Linked DNA regions of Mus musculus: region 1 is linked to region 2. A link is a contact called in public promoter capture Hi-C data. All regions are on one chromosome and are shown on one strand. The core of a region is the stretch at or near the end of the contact, and the rest is flanking DNA. Distances in the headings are between cores, read along the strand shown. Region 1 holds the start of Slc25a5 (solute carrier family 25 (mitochondrial carrier, adenine nucleotide translocator), member 5). Region 2 holds the start of Septin6 (septin 6).

What was found. Capture Hi-C pulls out chosen DNA fragments and counts their contacts.
Region 1: a promoter capture Hi-C map of adipose tissue shows a contact between it and region 2. The contact joins the promoter of Slc25a5 here to the promoter of Septin6 in region 2. A contact is called at or near these places in 3 of 39 promoter capture datasets (the SN4741 cell line, hippocampal neurons and pre-B cells), 2 of 484 Hi-C or Micro-C datasets (embryonic stem cells and erythroblasts), 3 of 115 datasets of contacts at active chromatin or transcription factors (effector CD8 T cells, memory CD8 T cells and pro-B cells) and 3 of 9 other capture datasets (adipose tissue, liver and pancreatic islet).

Annotation. Positions count from the first base shown.
Region 1 is chrX:36,794,271-36,798,175 of GRCm38.p6, reverse strand. Slc25a5 (solute carrier family 25 (mitochondrial carrier, adenine nucleotide translocator), member 5) reads right to left here and starts at 2,579. Exons shown (of 4, transcript NM_007451.4): 1 at 2,335-2,579; 2 at 847-1,333; 3 at 300-440. The coding sequence starts at 2,445.
Region 2 is chrX:36,988,213-36,992,305 of GRCm38.p6, reverse strand. Septin6 (septin 6) reads left to right here and starts at 2,611. Exons shown (of 10, transcript NM_019942.5): 1 at 2,611-2,927. The coding sequence starts at 2,898.

The DNA.
Region 1 (3,905 bases), core at 1,330-3,829, 190 kb after region 2:
TTAGCACAGGCATTGACTGGAGAACAGGGACAGCCATGTCATAGGCATCTAAAGGGCTGTTTGCTCACAGGCACTTGTGCAGACAACATGGATGCTGTCCATCACCCCTTCAGAGCCTACAGCATTTCAATGACACTGGAGATTGAATATAGGGCCTTGAGTACGGTGGGCTAATGCTCTACCACCGAGCTGTATCTCTAGCCCTAGACTGTAGTTATTAAAGGCAGCCACCCACTCATTTTTGGCCATAACTTGCCTCACTCCCATGACTTTTTATCTTACGATCAAGCCGAACTTACTTCCTTTGCGTCCAGACTGCATCATCATACGACGGCGAACCGTGTCAAAAGGATAGGAAGTCAGGCCAGCGACAGCAGTGACAGACTGTGCAATCATCCAGCTGATGAAGATGTGAGTATTCTTGGGATCTGGGAGCATTCCTGAAAAATAAGAGATTAAAAAAAATCAAAATGTAGTTTTGCTGACCTATTTACTATAACCAACTAACATTTTATCTACCACAAGCTTCACACTTGAAGAATCTGGCTTCCTTCAGCAATTAAAAACAAAATGAGTGGTGGGCTTCTGTTATATTGGTGCAAGACCTTGCTACCCTGTCTTAAGGTGGATGGCTATGAATGGGTAGCCTGGTCTACATACTGGGTTCTAGGCTAGCCAGGGATACACAGTGAGACCCTGTCCCAAAGAGGAGGAAAAAATAGGAACCTGGGGTTTGGGGATACAGCTCAGCACTAGATTAGCATGCACAAGGCCCTAGGTTGAGTTCCTATAACTGCAAATAAGTACCCACATCTCCCACAGCCTCTAAGCAAATAGCAAACTTACCCTTTGCAGTGTCATAGATACCAAAGTAGGCAGCTCGGTAGATGATAATGCCCTGTACTGACACATTAAAGCCTTGGTACAGGCCCTTAATCCCATCAGATTTGTAGATCTTAACCAGGCAGTCACCAAGGCCTTTGAATTCCCTTTCAGCTCCAGCTTTGCCCACATCAGCTGCTAGACGGGTACGGGCAAAATCAAGAGGGTACACAAAGCACAAGGATGTAGCCCCAGCGGCACCACCTGATGCCAGGTTCCCTGCAAAGTAGCGCCAGAACTGGGTCCTCTTGTCCACACCACCCAGAAAGATCTGCTTGTATTTATCTTTGAAGGCAAAGTTGAGAGCCTGGGTGGGGAAGTATCTGATGACATTGGCCAGGTTCCCACGCCAGAAGGACAGGACTCCCTGTTCCTTGGGGATACGAACCACGCAGTCTATGATGCCCTTGTATTGCTTATCTGCCGTGATTTGCTTGCTGGCATGCTGCACCTGATGGATAGGAAGAAGGCAATAGGGACAGTTATAATCACAGAGAAGGGGAAAGGGAAGAACACACACATAAAATCGTTAAGGTTCGTTCCCCTTTCTCCAAATCTAGCTTTCAGAATCACATGAGCTGGACAATTCTAACTGCTGACACTACTGGGGGGCGTAGGGGAAGTGTTTAAGAATTGAGCAGCACCATCAGAAGTAGTAAGTCTCGACTTCTGTGAGTGAGGCACCCTCAAGCGTACCTATGACCTTTAGACCAGGAAGAAAGGTCATTCCTTCCAGATCAGGTTCAGAAGCATTAGGGTGGGACCTGCATAGGACACGGTCACCTTGGTGACCAGTCAACTTCTCTAGTCTCCGGAGCTGCTCCCTTTCCGCCCCACCCCCACTCCTGTCGGGAGGGGTGGCGGTGACGACGACTAAACGCTCGCCCGCGAGCGCCCCCTAGAGGCAGTGCGCGGCGAGCGCGCGGCAGGAAGGCTGGCGAGGGGCTGCGCGGGGGCGGACGTAGCCGGCACATGCTCTTCCCGGCGTCCACTTCCGGCCTGCCGGCCGGCGAGCCCACACCGCGTTGTTCGCCGGCTGCGTGGCCGCAGAACCGGTCCGCGTGGCCTGCCCAAAGCTGTAATCTCCTTGCCGTGACCTTGAGGTTTTCGGTCAGGCCAGGTACTCTGTTTTCCAGCGCCTGCTTTCAGGCCTATTGCCCTTGCCTCTAAATCCGGGCTAGACAGAGCCTCTCGGGCAACCCCATCCTAGTTCTCTGTGCCGGGGATGGCCCTGAGCGCCTCTGGTCCCTCTGGTCCCGACCACTTGCGACACTCAAACTCCAGGTCCTTAAAGGCGCCTTCCTCCCGGTTGCCTTTCGATCTGACACTGGCTAGGCCCGGCCTTCACCTTGCCCCCAAATCTAAAGACTGAGCCCCACTTTTCCGCTAGGGTACCCCCTTTCTGTGCAGATCCTTTACTTCCTGCCTGGGCCCCTCGATCTCAGAACGTACCTGCAGCAGCAGCTTGACCCTCTCGATGGGTGCTACCGCTGTCTTGGAGATGGCTGCGGCCACTCCACCGGCCAAGAAGTCCTTGGCGAAGGACACAGCGGCATCTGTCATGTTGAAAGCAAAAAAAGAAGAGGCAGGCGAGTGCGGGACAGGGCTGGGTTGACAACCGGCTTTGACTCCCGGGCTCTGGGGCGGAGCAAAGCAAATGGCCGACTTATATAGCGGCAGCCAGGCGGTGAGCTGCCGGCGTAAGGGGCGGGCCAAGGCGGGCGCCCAGTACTGGCGCGCGGAATGGCAGAGCTGCTGAGTGGCTCGGGACACGCGGGAGGAGCCTGGGAGGTCGCCCTGTCAGCCTCGCTTGCCCTTGGCACCTGATCAGGCCAGAGTAAGAAAAGGCTGCAAGGAGTACCTACAACTGGGGGACCTGGACCCTAAGAAGTGTCAGGGAATAGCGAGGAAGGGTGAAGATAAGTGCCCAAACGACAAGACAAGCAAAACAAACAAACAAACAAACAAACAAACAAACAAAAAACAAGAAAAACCAACCCAGGCCTAGGGTGAAGACGATTCAGACAGACAAAACCTCCCCAAACTTAAGGAATCGAGATAAATATCTAATGGTATGTTAATCGATTTCATTCAAACACACTTAAGGTCTGCAGTTCACTCACCCATTTTTGTAACGAAAATTAATTGTAGAACCAGGACTGGAATTACAGTGAGGTACATGAACCAAGGTCATACTAGTACAGGATGGGATCCCTGTCTGTCAAGTTCTTAACATTAACAATCCAAGGATTTTTGCATTGGTTTTGAGTTTTTAAAACATCACATTATACATGAAATTCATTTATCTTGGTGGCTGAGGGGTTCTGTGTCAAGTTCTGTGAACTTCACTACCTAGACCTGACACTGCTTTGAACAATGTCTTCAGAGCCAGAGAAAACTGAGGTACCTACCAGCAGGATGCGATCCCGGCAGCATACCCCAGACTGAGGTACCTACCAGCAGGGTGCGATCCTGGCAGCATACCCCAGACTGGTTTGCAAATAGCTTAACAAAGATCTTTCAGGGAATTGGCCTTGGAAAGTCCAAAGGACAGACTCAAGGTGAGGAAATCATTTTAATTGGAAGCCAAATACAGAGCACACCCAGAAGGATAAGAGGCTGAAAAGGTTAACATTGCAGTTGGCAGTTGACTCCAGACACCAAGTAAAGTGCTCTTCGATTGTTAGATTGCTGAACTCCCACGGTAGTGGCAATGGACCTGTGTTCCCTGAGCCCCTTAATGCTGAGCCGAGTAAATATTTGCTACAAACGACCTGAAGATCAGGAATCCTCCCTCATGTTCAGGACAGAAGCAGATAATGTGATCACCAAACTGCTTTCTAAACAACCAGTGTTTATTTTATAGAAATAAAGGCGTCAGTTGAAAACTTAGCTGCATCTGACCCATAGGTGTCCAACCTTCAAAATTCCCAAAGGTGAAATGCCAGTGTACCTGTCCATGCTTAAGACATAGTAGATGTTTTAGTTAGGGCTTCTTTGATTTCTGTGATAAAACACCGTGA
Region 2 (4,093 bases), core at 1,362-3,861:
CAAGGCTGACCTTGAATTCACTATGTAGTTGACCGTGACCTTGAACTCCTAATCCTCCTGCCTCACCTTCCAAGTGTCAGGATTTACAGTGCCCATGAGTCCAAAAATTCATCTTTACCAGAAGCCTCCTCACAAAAAGCCTCCCCTATTCCTTCTTTAAAAAAATAACGGAGACAGAATCTCACTCAGCCCAGCTTGCCTTGAACTTGACTTGTAGCTGGAATAACCTTGAATATGCAGTTCTCCTGCTTTCCCCTTCTGAAGTACTGAGAGCATGAGTAAGTAGAGATACTACACCTGATTTATGTGGTGCTGGAAATCAGATCCAGGCTTTCCTGTATGCTAGGCAGGTGCTCTACCAACTCAATTAACTGCCCAGCCTCTCCCCCTAACCTCTGCTCTTGTTTTTGTGTTTAATTTCCCAAAGTTTTTTTTCCCTATCACAAAAGGAGGAGAGAAGAAACAAAACTTACCAATTGACCATTTATGATATCTCTTCTCTCTTCTCAGTCTTCCTGCCTCCCCTGTGCCTGAGAAGATAAGCCAGACTGAAAAGATTGAGAAGCACGGACTCAAACCAGTTCCAAAACTCCTGTAGAACTGAACGGTCTTTGTAATGGCAGACAGCAGGTAAGGAAGCAACAAGGGCATTGCAGGGGATTTGAATTACATACTCTATCTCAGGCTGGGAGGTCGTGCATTGTACAAAGATCTTGTTCAGGTTCTCATCCCCTCTAGGGACAGGCAGCTGAGTGTGCTACTTCCGTAGGGCACCAAGGTATCTGTGCTGAAGTGTCCCCAGTGCTCTGATGTCTTATGTGGGATGTGTATGTAGGGGCTAGAGGCAGGCATGACTCTTCACAGGGTCCCCACAACCTCCATCCAGCACAACCCTCCTTGTAGCAGCTCTTAAGTCTGTTTTCAACCAAATCCCATGCCAGTAACAGAGCTCGGCCCAGGCCCTTTGTCATCTACTATGTGCCAGCCTTTGTCAGGGGAAGACTCAAAGGCTACCTACTGGAGGCCTAGCCTGGAAGCAGCCAGCGCCTCTGCTTCCCCACCCCCATCCGGTTGAGGCCCAAACCTTAAAGCAGTTCCTCAATTTTAGTCTTGGCTTTATATGTTTGTACTACATCAGTCCAGGGCCTAGGCCTTCCCCCAAGTGGTCCTGGGGGTCTCAGAAATTACAGCTGCTTCTCTTCCTTGATACCGTCACCCACCCTGTGGCCTCTGACTGTTCCAGGCTCTTCTCTTTTAGCCCACTCTCTTGAGTATCTAGAACATTGATGAAACAGGGATCACTTAATGGGATCCTGCTTTCAGCACTGGGGACACGTTTCAGAGAGTCCTTGTGCTCAGGATGTAGAGGTTACTTGAAGAGTCCCCGAGAGAACACGAGAAGCATTCACTGCTGGGTGCAGTGCAGGACCAGGGCAGTTCTATTGTAGACACTTTGGTTCCCTGCTTCTGCTCTCCCTATACTTTCTAGGCCTGGTCTTTGTGTGAGATCCCTCTCCCTGGTTCTTTCTTGTTTTCTGCTGTCCCCTCCTCAGGAGAGAGACCTAAGATCCTATCGTTCTGAAGTGGGGGCCTCCTGGGCCTTTGAGAAACCATATCTCACCAAGTTCATCAATCATACGGAGCCAACAAAAAAGCCAATCCCAAGACAGAGAGAGAGAGAAGAGGAGAGGGGTGGACTCCAAGGCTAGGGAGGTGGGAAGCATGCCAGGAAGAGGGCCACCAATGGCAGTTGTCTGGGAGGAAAAGGAGAGCAGGCAGGCATCTTTCTAGCCTTTGGATGTTATGAGCTGTCCCAGGTCAGCCATATGGTCCTGGGATGAATAAGTATTGAGGAACGATTGGAACTGGACAGAATGATTACCCCTCCTGTATCTGCATCTGCCTCAACAGAGCTAGAGACCTTCAGTTCCCATTCTTAGACTCCCTTCTGGCTTCTAACCTAAAAGGTGGGATGTTCTGCATCCCTGTTCGCCCTGTTCATACTGAGAGGAGGGACCAGAGTGGGACCAGTGACGTCAGTTTCTATTTGGTACAGTAGTGGAGAGCTGGGCTCCTACTGCACCTCAGGACAGGAGCGATGTCCTCCACAAGTCCCAGCTCAGTTGTGGGGCTGCACTGCAGCTCCCCAGTTAATGCTCCATTTCTAAGCTGTAATGTGGTGGCGCTGCAGGTGCTGCAACCCCTGTCCTGCCACCGCCCCTCCCCAACCCAAGGAGATAACAGGATTAGTTAGGGTAGACTACGGGAAAGCACTGACACTCCAGAGACCAATGCTCCCACCCAGGCACCCAGGGTTCTCAGTTGGGAGCACAAGAGGTTATGGGGGCTGGGAAAAGAAAGCGGACTGCAGATCTCAGCCTAGGAGCAAAGAGTAGGAGGGGGAGGAGCCAGGACACCCTTCCAGCCTCAGGTCTGGGGGCTCAGGGATGTAAAGGAAAACAGGGTGTGTGTGTGTGTGTGTGTGTGTGTGTGTGTGTGTGTGTGTGTGACAATTCAGCAGAGGTCGGGACGTACCACGGAGCCCAGTAGCGGCAGGGAGGGGGGGGGGCGGAGGACGTGGTCACCGAGGGGAGCCCCCGCCCCCTTCACAGAGGCCGAGACTCGGGTTGCAGAGAGAACTGGAACTGGGCTCGCCCTAGGGGAAGGCAGCGCGGCCAATCCGTCCCCTCCCCACACCTACTCTGAGGGGGTGGGTGATAGAGGAGAGGTTGGGGTTGGAGCAGCGGTGAGGGGGCCCCTCCCTGGCACCTCCCTCCACCAGACTTGGTCGCGCCCGAAGTGTAACACTTTCTCTTTGTCGGAGGAGCTCTTCTGTTTCCTGTGCAGCAGCTCCCGTTGCGGAGGCACCCGAAGCAGCCCTGGCGGACCAAGGAGCGATGGCAGCGGCCGATATAGCTCGCCAGGTGGTGAGTGTAGGGCTTGGATACCAGTCCCCGGGCTAGGGGTTGAGGGTGTGGGGCTGGGGACGGCCGAGCAGACTTGGTTGCGGCTCGACTACCACCACTACCACGAGGAGGGCAATGGGGTAGCATCCAGGAGCAAAGAGGCAAGGCGGGACTTTTTGCTCCTGGGGTCAGCGGCTCAGTCTACTCTCCCCGCAGCATGTCCTGGAGACCTGTGTTGGCGGGAGGGTGGGGGGGCGGGAGGGTTGGAGAAGCATACTGGCGGGCAGCTGAACTTGCATCGCCGGAGAGAGCTGCAGTGAGCGCCTCCGCCTCCCTTGCTGCAGCTGCGGCCCCGCCGCTGGGGCGTTGCCGAATGAATGGCAGCATGGGTCTGGAGCCCTCCGGGGCCCCTGTCCTCTTAGCTTGGGAGCGCCCCTGCCACAGCTGCCTGCTGGGACTCCAGCTTGCTCAGATAGAGGGGCGCGGAGCTGGGGGGTAGCCCGGGACCTAAGGCAGAGTGTGGTGAGGGGGGCGGGGAGGTGACTAGCTGGAGTAGGGTTTCTCCATATGCATTATATACGTGACTGCGTCTGTATGGGTATCAGCGTGTGCGCATATATGTGCATGCGCGCCCTCCTGCCTTCCCCGTGGCAGGGTTATGTGACCCTAAATGAGTTGGCCTGTTTCTGTGTGCTCACCTCTACGGTGTGTGTCCCTGTGTTCCAATGCTGTGTCCACTTGTGCTGTGTCCCACGGGGTCCCATTTGTGTATCTGTGGAAGGGAGGGAGGGATGCAGTTTATCCCAGCCTGTAGGTGGCTGGTTGGGTATTTTGGCACGTTCCTGGACGGTTCCCTGAGCGTCGGTCTTGGGTTCAGTGTACATGGGTTTATATGCTAAAACCTGTGGCGCTAACATCTTTCTGTAGAGACCAACGAGAACAGTGTGAGACTTGCAGAAGCAGTGTTCTCTCTTTCGGTAGCGATCAACTCTGGAGGAAAAAAAAAATCATCTTAAAAAACTAAAGTTTTCCAGCCTGGGATGTGCAGAGAAATCATACCCAGGAACCCGAGGTTCCATGTTTGTTTGTTTTAGGTCTGAAGTTTGCTTACAAAGATGAAAAGTGGTGACAATTCCACCAGCGCATCAGCACAATAAGCTGAAGCAGAATGAGGTAGAAGGCAGCCA